Linked DNA regions of Ovis aries: region 1 is linked to region 2. A link is a contact called in public Hi-C data. All regions are on one chromosome and are shown on one strand. Each heading gives the region's core, a stretch centred on a gene start, on an enhancer-like site or on the middle of the called end of the contact. The rest is flanking DNA. Distances are from core to core; before and after follow the strand shown. Region 1 has its middle 39 kb from the start of ACOT11. Region 2 overlaps SSBP3 (single stranded DNA binding protein 3).

The links. Hi-C and Micro-C count contacts between places; a contact is called where the count stands out from the background.
Region 1: a Hi-C map of hypothalamus shows a contact between it and region 2, with 6 times the contacts expected there. The contact joins two enhancer-like sites. A contact is called at or near these places in 7 of 16 Hi-C or Micro-C datasets (blood, hypothalamus, liver and 2 more).

The regions. Positions count from the first base shown.
Region 1 is chr1:28,965,943-28,971,736 of ARS-UI_Ramb_v3.0, forward strand. No RefSeq gene overlaps it. Among named protein-coding and RNA genes, the nearest start is that of ACOT11, 39 kb to the right of the region's middle. Within about 2 kb of position 3,954, at least 41 of the 54 cell types and tissues checked have an H3K27ac peak or open chromatin away from gene starts, as enhancers often do. A contact at or near this core is called in hypothalamus, where this site is marked.
Region 2 is chr1:28,818,798-28,825,249 of ARS-UI_Ramb_v3.0, forward strand. The region is part of intron 4 of SSBP3 (single stranded DNA binding protein 3); the gene reads right to left. Among named protein-coding and RNA genes, the nearest start is that of SSBP3, 88 kb to the right of the region's middle. Within about 2 kb of position 2,749, at least 23 of the 54 cell types and tissues checked have an H3K27ac peak or open chromatin away from gene starts, as enhancers often do. A contact at or near this core is called in hypothalamus, where this site is marked.

The sequences.
Region 1 (5,794 bases), core at 2,704-5,203, 150 kb after region 2:
TGCTGGAGGGGGGACAGAGGTTCCATCCCAACAGACCATGAGGGAAGATAGCCTGAGGTCCAGTTGGACCCATTTCTTAGAGCCAGAGAGTGAGAAGGATCCTTGATCTTCAACCATCCTCCTCTCCCCTCCTCGTTTTGATTTTTGGGAAAACTGAGGACTTTGCCCAAGGTCACAGAGCAGGTCATGATACATCAGGTATGGGTGGGGGTGAGGGTGGCAGGGAGGGTTCATGTTGGATCCTGGTACCATCTCCCTGCATCCCGAGTACCCATAGCATCTTCATCTCCTTGCCTTTCCTTGGCACAAGAGATGTCCTTTAACACATGTGGTAAGGGATCCTGGTCCCTTTTAATTAGGAGGATACAAAGAGAGAAGTCAGACAGCCGCCCCCACCCATGGTTGGGAGAGTAAGTGCTCCCCAAATTACACAGCAGATGCCAGGACTCCGGCAACAAGACCCAGCTTGATAGCTTTGTGGTAACCTCAGCCAGCACAATTTTATTTTTATGTTTTAACTCTTGGTGATATATAGACCTCTCACAGGCAGAAGAAATGGCATCCAGAACTTCTCCCTTGAAAAAAAATTTTTTTTCAACTTGCGCAACACATACCCAGTTTAATTAACCCTTTTGTAGGAAGGCTTGGTCTGCTTTGGGCTGGGTGAGAAAATTGTTTCTCTCCTGCAAGGCGGGTGTTGTGCAAATAACTTGAGAAGGAGGCAAAAGATGTGGGGTGGTGTGCTAGCAACTGGTCCTGCTGTAGAAACCAACCACCCTCTGCCCGCGATTAGCCCCTGATCCTCTTGGGATCTCTGGGTCCCAAATGATAATTCCTTGGACAGTCTGATGGACAATTAATGATGCGTGCCTCCTTTGGGATCTCTTTTTTTGTCTGCTTTTAAAATTTCAGTCTAAGGTGCCTGTTCTGGTGGTGGTGGTTTAGACACTAAGTCGTGTCCGACTCTTGTGACCCCATGGACTATAGCCCTCCAGGTTTCTCTGTCCATGGGATTTTCCAGGCAAGAATACCAGAGTGGGTTGCCATTTCCTTCTCCAGGGGATCTTCCCAACCCAGGAATTGAACCCCGGTGTCCTGCACTGCAGGCAGATTCTTTACCAACTGAGCTACGAGGGAAGCCTGTTTTATAGGAGTCCTTACACTTCATGTCTGCACCCTTTAAATCTCTATTTCCATAGGCTTGCTATTCAAATCAGGAACTAGAACGTTTTGAATCAAAGCTCACCTCTGACCCCTCCCACTGCCTCATTTCCACATGCTAAAGGTAGGAGGCTACCTCTGTATCCTTTTCTCTCTGGCCATACCGACTCTGCCTGATGGTTCCTGTATCTGCACCTCTCTCTGGTCTCCCTCACTCAGATTAGTTTTTCAATGCTCAGCTCTGCTCTGTCACTTCCTGGACTACAAAATTGGAGGGGCGAGTCCCTCCCCCATTGTCTGAGGACTGAAGCTCCAACTGTTATGCCTTCAAGGCATAGTGCCCCAAGGCCTAGCCCCGGCCTCTGTGCAACCACTCCCCAACCCTGGATATGTTCTCCATGCTCCAGTTGTTCAATGTGCAAATGTTTTTTCGAACCCTTACTATGTGCCAGGAGTTGTGTTGGGCACCCAGAAATTAACTGATGCACAATTCCCAGAAACCAAGTGTGTTTCGAGAGCTCAAGGGTTTGGGGGCTCTGAGAAGGGGTGCGGAATTGAGAGAGGGACTGGGCTGCAGCCAGCTCTCTTCTTGCTGGTTTCCTGTTTACTATTAACAGCTGCCCATCCCGCCTAACACACAAACGCCCAAGTGAACCTTGGTATGTTTTCAGACCAGCAGCTCAATCACAAACATGAAGCAGGCTACTTGAAATTTGCCTTCAGCTGCCTTGAAAATCTGCAGAGAGACCCCCTTTAATCCCTCCCTTGCTTGCACTCCCCAACTTTCTGCCTTCCTCGCCTCTCCTTGGAGGACATATGGCCCCTTGAAGTTTTTGTTTGCTTGAAGGGAGGGGAAAAACCCCCAAATACCCAGCTTCAGTGTGGAAGTTTTTTCCATTTTTAAAATATTATTAAGCATCAAGAGACAGAGCAATCTGCTTGCAGATACTATACGTGCATAATTAATAAAATCTCATTATTTATTTATAGAGACACACGAGGAACTGGAGAATTAGGGCTATCCCCATTATATATGAAGAGAGGGAGAGAAAGAGTGGGAGAGAGAGGCTAATACTTTTTGAATGTTAGAGCCTTCCAGAGAAGTGAATCTCTCAGTAGGCAATGAATAAGAGAAGGTATCTACTCCTCCTCAGAGTGGTGTTCCGAGCTAGGAAACACCAGAGAGCAGAAACCTGGTTCCGCTTAAAGAAGGAACGGGACCAGCTCGGTGCTCTAAGTGCCCAGGATGCCGGCTTTGGGTACTTGGCAGGAAAGCAGGAAGCACCGTGGAGGGCCTGGCGACAGGGAAAGAGCCAGTCCGGGGATTCTGAAGGAGGGGGACTTAGGCACAGAATCCCTCCCTGGTAGGTGGGGGTAGCAGTGGGCACGGTCACACCATGGGCACCACGTAAATTGCCCAGACACCGGCTGAGGTGAGCCCCTGGTTCCGCTGGTCCTTTATAAAGCAGGTAACGGTCACTGAAAGGGGGAGGGGGGGCTTTTCTAAATGCCAACTCTGCCCTTGGATCTCTGCATGCCAGATGCCCGGCCAGGGCCGCCAATATCAATAACCCAACTTATTATGTAACAGCCCCTGCGGCCAGGCAGGCAGGGGTCAGAGCCTCCCAGGCTTCTTGAGTTGGGGTGGATCTTCGCTCTCCCTGTTCTCTCTCTCTCTCTCCCCTCTCTCATTTTTTCTTGAGACATGCTTTAAAATAGAAAACAGGCTTGTGCAGTAACCAACCCCACAGAAAGGGGTAGTTTGGAGGGATGTTTTTCCCCCCCCATCTCCCTCAAGTGCAAGCAACTCAGGGAGCAGAACACTCAGTCTTCCCGGGGCGGTGGGCTCCGGCGGGGGGCGGGGAGAAGGGCTAGGGAGGGGGTCGGCTTGAGCAGCAGCCCCCGCAGGGTTACCCGGGCGCGTGCAGGGAAACGTCTCAGCAATTCCAGCGCCCAAGCGGAGCGCGCGGGGGGGGCGGGGGCGCGCGGCGCGGGGCACCTTGAAACCGCCGGCGGCCGAGCGCTGATTGGCCGAGCCGCCGCCTCGGCGTTCCAGCCAGGCGCCCCTCCCCCCGCGCCGTCCACCCCGGAAGGAATTTCCTCCTCTGGCGGCCGCTATTGTTGTCCGCCTTCGCTGTTTGGGTCGGATCGCGTAACCATAGTATCCAAACTGTGTCCGCGCGGGGCCCCAGCCTGGGACCCCTGTGCCCCCAGCCCCTGCAAGCCACCCCCCCCACTTTTTTTTTTTTTTTTTTTGCAGCCTACTTATCATGACTTCATCGGACTCCGGGGAACAGGAGAGGGGGATGGGGCGGGGGGAGCTGGCCCGCTCCTGGCGGCCCTTACTCCGAGATGTTTTCAATTATAATTTTTTTAAAAAAAGTCTGCTTTGTGGGTTCGGGGCTTTTAAATTCTTCCTACTCCCCCCACTTCCATTAAACCGTTGGACCAAACTTGAGTGGGATTTTCCCTCCGTTTCCCCTTCACCGTCTTCACCCTGAATTTGCTGCTCACATCTGAGGCTGGGGAGACAGCAGAAGTCACCCCCCAAACCCAGCCCCTCAAGCTCGGCCTGTGCCCCGGTCTCTGGGCCTGGGCTTGAGCTGGAGAAGGCGAGGTCGGACCCTGCAGCCCACACCCTCTACCCCGGGGCGCTTCCTGGCGGGGCTGGGGGACCCGTGGAGGAGGAGGTATGGGGGTGCATGCCTGCCAACCCCTTATCAAAGGGATGCGGGAGTGACGGGGGAAACAGCTGACAGGTTCTTGGGAAAACAAGCCTCCTCTCCCCTCAGATTCCTCCCTCAGATCTCTGAACACAGAGACATCCTAGTCCGCGCGAGCAGCCTGAGACCAATACCTGTTCTCTACTCCTGCGAAAAAACAAAAATAGAAGCCTTGTCCTTGCGAAATATTTTGCTGGGAGAGGTGGGGGGTGGGGGGGCCCTAGCAGTAAGTCCGCACCCGGGCTGTGGGCAGCGCGGGAGCCTCCGGGACTGGGGCTGGCCGCGGGGGGCGGTGTGTGTGCCGGGGGGTGTCAAACATTCCCAGAACTCAAGTATTCTCCCGGCGCCCGTTGGGGCGGGGGCAGCAGCTGCGGCGGCCCAAGTTCGGGGCAACACTGCCCCCTAGGGGCCACTGCAGTAAGTTTGCAGCCGGGGCGGCGAGGGGCCTTAAGGACGGAGTCAATGGTACCTGGGCAGGGGCGACAATAACTCCCCCGGTGACCGGTGACAGGCCTGAAGAGGGCTTCCAAGCACCCGTTCTAGGGGCGGGGAAGATGCGATGGTGAGGTTTTGTGTTTGCTCTAGAATCTAAAACTTTGGCAGAGTGGGTGCATCCTACTGGCTTCCAGTGGTGGAATGGCCTTTTAATATCAATGAATCTGGTACCCTTTTTGTGCAGTTGAGGAAACTGAGTCCCAGAGAGGGGAGCGATTTGCTCAGGGACATGGTTTTGCACCCAATCCTTCTGGGGTCCTGTGGCGTTTTTGAATTCACAGTCTTCCTTCATCCCTTAGTGGCTCTTGTAAACCTTGTAGAGAGGTTTATCAGAGGCAGTATAGGACATTTACAGATGAAAAATCAGTCCTACAGCGGGGTGAGAACTCAAGTCCCCTGTCTTTCAGTCCAGCTCTCTATACTATGGGGACTTGGAGGGACTTGAACCATAGACTCAACTAGCTGGCCAGCTCTTCATTTGGGGCGATGGCTGTGGTGCTCAACACCCATTCCTACCAGACCAGCCTGTAAGTGGCTGCTCCAGGCTGAGGGGCTCCAACAGAAGAGTGTGGGTCTGCTGAAACCTGAGTTGTAGGTTCCTAAACTGTTGCTGTCTCTGGGCCTCAGTTTCCCCATCTCTAAAATGGGGAGTGGGCAAGCAAGAGGAACAGAAAGGCATCTTGTATCTCCAGTGTTCAGAGCTGCTGTACTGCTTCTCCTTGTCTTTTGTCTGTCTCACCCTCTCTCCTCGGCTCTCCCTTGCTCCTCAGTTGGGGGTCGGCTGGGCTGGCTTCTTGAGCCCGCCCTTCCTCCCTTCCGGCAGGGCTTCTGCGGCTGCCCCTCCCCTTCCCTCCCCTCCTGGCTGGCGCAGAGCAGACTGCGGGAGGGAGCAGTGGGCAAGGAGCCAGCAGAGCGTCCAGTCAACCCCTTGGGAAAACAGGGTGTGTGTGTGTGTGTGTGTGTGTGTGTGTGTGTGTGTGTTGGGGAGGCATTGTCAGAGGTAGCAGCTCGGCTCAGCAGGGGCAGAGTCCCTAGAGGTTATTTGTGTCCAAGGTGACTGGTGTCCGAGCTGGCTGCTGGCCTCCTTCCTCTCTCCCTAGAGATTCGAGGAGCTGCACAGGGAGTCGTTTCCACTCCTCCCTCTCTCTTGCCGCCCACGAACAATCAGGCACCAAGTCTGGTCCTTTCTCCCCTTAAATATCTCTCCAGTTGTTCCCTTCTCCACATCTCTTAGCCACCATCTTAATCTGCCAGCTTGCTGGTATCCAGGGGGCTTGAAACTGGCCCCTCCACCAAGCCTTCTGAACCACAAAGCACATATTCCCGTGCTGCTTCTGTCTATGCCCTGCGTTTCCCTGCCCTGTGGATCAGCTGCAGGCTGGTGAGACCCTCCATGATCTAGGCCTTTCCACCTT
Region 2 (6,452 bases), core at 1,499-3,998:
TGAGGGCACACTGCCTCCTTTGAGGATAATTGCTTCCCCACCCTCCTGGCTGTCCAGCAAATACCCACTCTCCACTCCTAAGTCATCACCTCTTCGACCAGCTTTTATACTCACCCTGCATCTCCTCAGCCCTACAGAACCAACCAGTCTTCCCCATCCTCCACGCCCAATGCAGCCTGGCTGGGACCCTGCCTGGGTCCAGCCCCACTGTACTGTGTTCAGTGCGGTTTGTCTCCTTGGTGGGCTCCTTGAGGACAGAGACCCTGCCTTCATTTATCTCTGAATTGCTGGTGTGTACAGAATAAGCTAAGCAATATTTTAAAGCACATCTCCTCCCTCCCCAGAGCTGCTCATCAGCAGTTAAAACAACGGAAGAGCAGGACAGGCCACTGATCAGAAGGGCAGGAATTCACTGGTAGGTCTGCTCTGAAAATTAATAATGCCAAAGAAAGGGAATTTCCTGGCAGGCCAGTGGTTTGGACTCCATGCTTTCATTCATGGGGCCCAGGCTCAATCCCTGGTGGGGGAACTAAGACCCCATAAGCTGTGTGGCACAGCTGAAAAATGGCCATTCCCCCTAAGGAAAAGGCAATCTCTGCCAGTGGTTGTATTGAAAAATCCCACTGGTTTGGAATGATTAGGGATAAGAGATAAAAAGCTGGTCTGATTACCACTGTAACAAAGTTATACCACCCTCTGATGGGCTGGACGAGGCACACACAGGGCATCTAAGCCCATGAAGCATGCCAACTTCCAGCAGCGTAGGACCATCAAATAGACTTCCTCATCTTATTGACACTCTACTTTGCTGAGCAAACCTGCCTCCCAAGCTTGGCCTGAACAAGTGAGGCATGAGTTCTATATAGAGGGAGGTTATAAAATTTCTACCAGACCCCATCAAACTGAGCTGCCTCCACACAAGACACATTTTTTTGCAAGTAACCTAATGAGAGCAGATGCTGCTGCTGAGACAGGCCAGAGGGACTCAACACTGGCCTGCACAGACTTTAGCCACGATGTGGTAACCAGATAACCAGGGAAGCACCAGCACCCTTTTTCTACAGATAGAGAAAGGAAATGAAGCTGGTTCTCAAAACAGTCAGCCTTGAGCTTCATTGATACCTTGGGAAATGTCCCTACTAGGATGCGAGGCCCATCGCACTCTGAGAAATTATCTGTCCCTTCCACATGTACACAATGCGCTGAGAAAACGCCAGGCAGAGGGAAAGTTGCCTTTTCTGCTGCTCACTGTTTCTGACACCACACGGTCACTCAAAGACCCTGGAGTGGTCCCGAAAATCCCCAGATCCCCAAATGCCCTGTGCTCAGACATAACCCAAAGCTTTAGCCGCTGCCAAGAAAAAGAAAAAGAAAGAAAACCCCAGGAACACACCAAATCCATGTCCAACTCCTTTGCCCCTTGGAACAAAACCCATTGCAGGCGCACACAAAGCAGGGTAGGCTGGACAAAGGAGAGGCCAGGTCACACTCGACGAGGCGCTTTCTTGTCGTTTCCAAAACAGAACTGTCCTCTATTAAAACGCTCTTGTTGCTCGGATGTTGGTGCAGGAGGGAGGGGGCACAAATCTCAAAACAAAAGGCGAGCTGAGGCGGGAGGGGAGGCCCTGAGCGAGCTAGCGAGGGCGGCTTCTTCTCCCCGCACACTTCCAAGCTTTTGAATGCCCGCAGACCTCGGCCTGGAGCTGGCAGCTGTCTGTTATTATCCCGGCAACTCCAAGGGCCCCAGCACGAGGGAGTGCGTCCCGAGCAGGTGAACGCCATCTGCCTGGCTCTGACGAGATGCCCAGCTCTGTGCCTGCTGCTGCCAGCAGGCCACGGGGACTTCGGGGAGGTACGGCCAGCCTTCTACCCTCTCTCCGCCCATTCTTCAATGCTCAGCCCGGCTTTCTTCACGCTCCCCGGGGGGCTGCAGGCTCAGTCACTACCTGGCATTTATCACAGAGGGGGAGCTCTTTTAAAAAACACTTGGTCACCTTTCACAGAAAATTCAAAAGGCATTGAGAGTATGGAGGTTTTTTTCTGGTGGAGGGGGGTTAGTTTGCATAGAGTTGGGTATCCACAGGAAAACAGGGCCCATTGACACACCTTCCAGAGGTTCATTTGAAGAGGGGGCTTTAATTAATCTACAAAGAGAAAAAAAGTTTTCTACCTGCCTTTTAAAAAGCACTCCTTGCATTAGCTAACACAGTCCCAGTACACTCCAGCCCATTTCCTCCCACCCCGCTCTGGCTGTTTTAATTGGGGTAAGTGGTTCCCTGATGCCATCTACAAAGTACTAGTCCAGACCTTGGGGAGAACAAGAGCTAAGTGGAAAAGCGGGCCTGGAGCGGGCAGCATCCCTGATGGGAGTCGGAAGGAAGGCCGGGTATCGGGTCCAGCCTGTTCCTCTCCTGGGAAGAGGAGCATTCCTCCCCTTAACGGTGTTTTCACTGGCTAGTCCGTCAGACAACTGAAACGCCTGTAACGTGTGACAGGCAGGGCAAGGTGAGCCTGTCTGCCTGTGAGTCTGGGTCTCTGCACTGAGTGCTGATGGCAGCTAGAAGGAGCCAGGTCCCCACCCTCATCTCTCCAGGGCCTCGAGCAGCTTCACAGGTCTCCCAAGTCACATGTGCTAGGGTCTATTTCCCCCAACAACGACTAGTGACTAGTGACAACACCAAGGCCGAGACTCTGCCGGGAAAGCAAGGAGGGGACAGGCACAGGGAGAGAACGGGCCACCCCAGAAGGGGGCAGCAGAGGGACAGCCTGGCCCTGGGCAGCCCGGGCTCAAGGCAGAAACCCACCAACAGCTCTGAGTGAGAACCAAGGTCCTCTTAGGCTGGAAATATTCACGCGAAGGGGTGGGAAGGGCTGAGCTGGGAACGCGCTCTGCTTATGAACAATAGCCAGAAAGCAGCAAGGTGGTGTGGAGAACCTGGAGGGCAAAGCTGGGTCCAACCCCTACTGGATTCCCAGGCCCTGGGGGGCGTAGGGGCCAAGTGAAGGAAGATAAGCACCCTGCCTAATCTGTGGGGCTGTTGTGGGGCTCATGAAGGACAGGAGAGGCCGAGGGCTTGGAAAACTCTAAGGACCGTACCAACACGAGCCCCAAATTGAGGCTACTCTGAAGAACTTTCATCAGGAACACACGAGCCAGACACATAGCCACAAGACTAAGACGTGACCGCCGTGTCATACCCACCATCACCACAATTGCTCAGGGAGGGAGCTACAAATCAGTGGGCTGTGGAAAGCAGCCCAACTACCTTGAACCCTTCTAGGCCACCTCCACCCCTACTCCCGTGTCTGGTGCACACACAGGTCTGCAGCTAGAGAACGGGCCAAGTTACTGTCACTATGAGAAAGCAACAGGGGCACAAACACAGCCCTGGTGTCATGCTCCCACAGCCCAGGTTCTGCAGCCTCACACCTACAGCAGCCAGACCTCCCCCCGCCGCTGGTGGAGGCTCTGGACACATCTGTCTTAGCCTAAACCAACTGCTTCTCTCCAGCTCTCACTGGCCAATCGGCCTTCCTCATTCTTGTGCAACAAAGCGGCAGCCCACAGGAAAAAGGGCTTCGGCACACACCGCCAGCTCTGAACTTTGCAGTATTTCAAAGGAAAGGGAGAGTGTTTGGGGCAAGTGGTCAGAGGGGGCTTCCTTTTCCAAGGAGGGTGAAGCTTGCGGTGCGCCTGGAAGAACAGGCAGGATTTCACAGAGCACCTGAGAACCCTTTCCATTCACCCCTTCACAGACCCCACCCCAAGCAAACCAAGAGACGACCGTCCCTGTGCCCCTAGGCTGTCCCATCATGACATCACAGATCCTGAGCCCAGCGTTCAGACCAGACCAACCCCCATGCCCGGGGTGCCAGGGCTCATGACTGGCTGGTCCCACTTGGGGACAGTGTACAGCTGAAGCCTCTGGGTGTCCCTTCTGTTGGGAGGAGAGGGGTTGACAGCCCAGCTTCCTGGAAACATCTCCTCCACTCTGAATCCACTTTGGAAAGGCAGGCCCAGAGCGGGCGGAGGCCAGGGAGGGGCTGGGATGGGAACATCCTGTCTACAACAGAACAGAGTAGGGACTGAGGGCTGCCCACGTGTGCTTCAGGCTTTTTTTCCCCTTCATTGAGCAGGAAGTGTTCATTCGACCGACAAACAAGCATCTGGGGGTCGTGGTAGGGTGAGGGCAGTGAAGCCAACCTCTGATTTGTGGAAGTGAACAATCCAAGACAATGGGTGTGTGACAGCAGAGAAATCGGCTCCAGATGCAGGCCAGAGCCAGCTGCCCAGGGGCCAATCGGGTAATCAATCCTGTTGATATGTTTATTCTCAAAAAGAGGACCTGGGGGTGGGGGCTGCGGTCATTGCCGGTCAGACAATGGAAGGCAGCTGGGAGCAGGGTCCTATGACCCTCCCTCCTGCCTGCATGGTCTGTAGGTTGCACAGTTCTCTCCTGACTCAAGGCTTCCCTGCTCCCCAGCCAGGAAGAGGTTGGGGGTGGGGGAGATGACCACACCAAAGCCTGCTGTGTGCTGGTTTCTGACGGCCAAAGTCAAGTCCCCTGGGGTCCTGTGCAAAAGAGCGAAGGTTCAGATTGCCCCCTTCCCCCATGGCTGCAGGCTGCCCACTGCCTCTGTGCAGAGGTCTTAAGCGGATGCTCCTTAGGGTCAAGATAACTAAGTTTCCCTGAAACTCAGGGCAGCAGGCAAGCATGAACTCTGGGATTTTCACTTTCTAGGCTTGGAAGGTACCAGAGGGGCCAAGATGGAATATGTGGGGTGGGAGAGGCCTTGCCAGCCAGTTAATAAGGAGCAGAGTTAGGGCCAGCACCCAAATTTCCCCTATTTGAGGGCTCTTCCCAGGAGTTCTCAAAGAGAAGGAAAAGAGCACCCAGCCCAACATGTAACCCTAGACCCAGTCTCCAAGGGGCAACAGGATCACTTGGTTCTCTGGTGAGGGTGGGGTGGGTGACCACATCATGACAAACCACACCAACACAACGTGTGTGACACACCCAAAAAAGCTTTCCTGAGGACATACCATGTAGCACAAACTCCGTGGAGAAGCAGTGAATAAAAAGGACGTTCCACTTTGCAGACCCACAAGGAAAAGGGTGTAAGAACCCTTCTATATATGTCGCAGTGTGACCAAGAGCTGAGGTCCTCAAAAAACTAAAAGATTTGTTAAGTAGATTGTTAAATCGGTGGGACTTGGGGCCTGAAACCTCTAATCCTGCTCCCCTAGACAAATATTCTATAGCCTTACATTTTTCTTTAGATCCTTCGTAAAAAGGACCTTCAAAGGCTCTAGAGAGAAAGTCTCTGGAGTAGTAGAGACGACTCTGGAGTAGTAGCGCCTCATTAGGTAGTGAGCACCCCGTCACTGGCTGTATCCCAGTAGGGACTGGGGTGCTGGCTTCCAACATGCCTTCCCAGCATGGGAATTCCATGCAGTCGCAAGCCGGCTGAGAACAAACACTGGACAAGGCAGGGATACTTGTTGATCTGAGCAACCTTCCTGCTTGGTAAGGGAAGCCCCCGTCGCACAGGGAAGGGAGAAGGGAGTAGGGAGTCGAAACTCCGAAGAACAAAAGGACGGCAGAGCTTGTCACTCCGGCCCTGATCATCCATGGCACCGTCTCCAGCCATCTGTCACATCCTATAGAAACTCCCTGTGTGATTCTGTCTGCCTGGAGAGACTGCTGGCTCTCATCCATCTCCCCATCCCCACTGAGCCTGGTGCCCATGAGGCCCCATACATACTGTTGAACAGAAAGACGAACCAGGGCACTCCCAGAGCCTTCTTGTACAGAGGAAGCACCGGCTGTGCCCACTCTCGGGTCGCAGCTCTCCTGGTCTTCCTCCATCCCCCAGGGAACGGGCAACTCAGGCGGCAACACGAGGTCACGCCCGCTCTACCTTTGTTCCCTCCAGCCCCCGTCTTTGCTCTCTCCTGGGCGGCTGAGAATCCCTGGCCGTCAGGGGACAGAAAGGACTCACACCACGCTCCCCTTGGCGAGCGAGCACATCGCAGCTGGACTTGGTAGTTAGTACAAAAAGTAGGAAAGTCTGGGTTTTAAAATTTTTCATCTAGGGCAAAGAGAGACCTTCCTTTAAATACTTGTTTTATAATCCCCAGTCCAAGTAAAAGTGCAGTTAGAATAGCCATTTGTCTATTCGAGCATCAGCACACATCAAGGTGATGCTTTGGAAAATAATCTGGCAAAGGGACACAAGGATCTTGAAAGGAGAGGCTCATACTTTCTGACCTAGTGATTCCACTTCTGGGAATTTATTCCAAGGAAACCATCCAGAATGAAATGCGAAGATGTTCGCTGCAGTGTCATATATGATGGCGGGGTGCGGAGGGGGAGGACAGGAAGGAATATCCAGTAACAGAGGAAGAGTTAAATAAAGCCAGCCATTAGAGGATAATTAGGAGTAAGTGG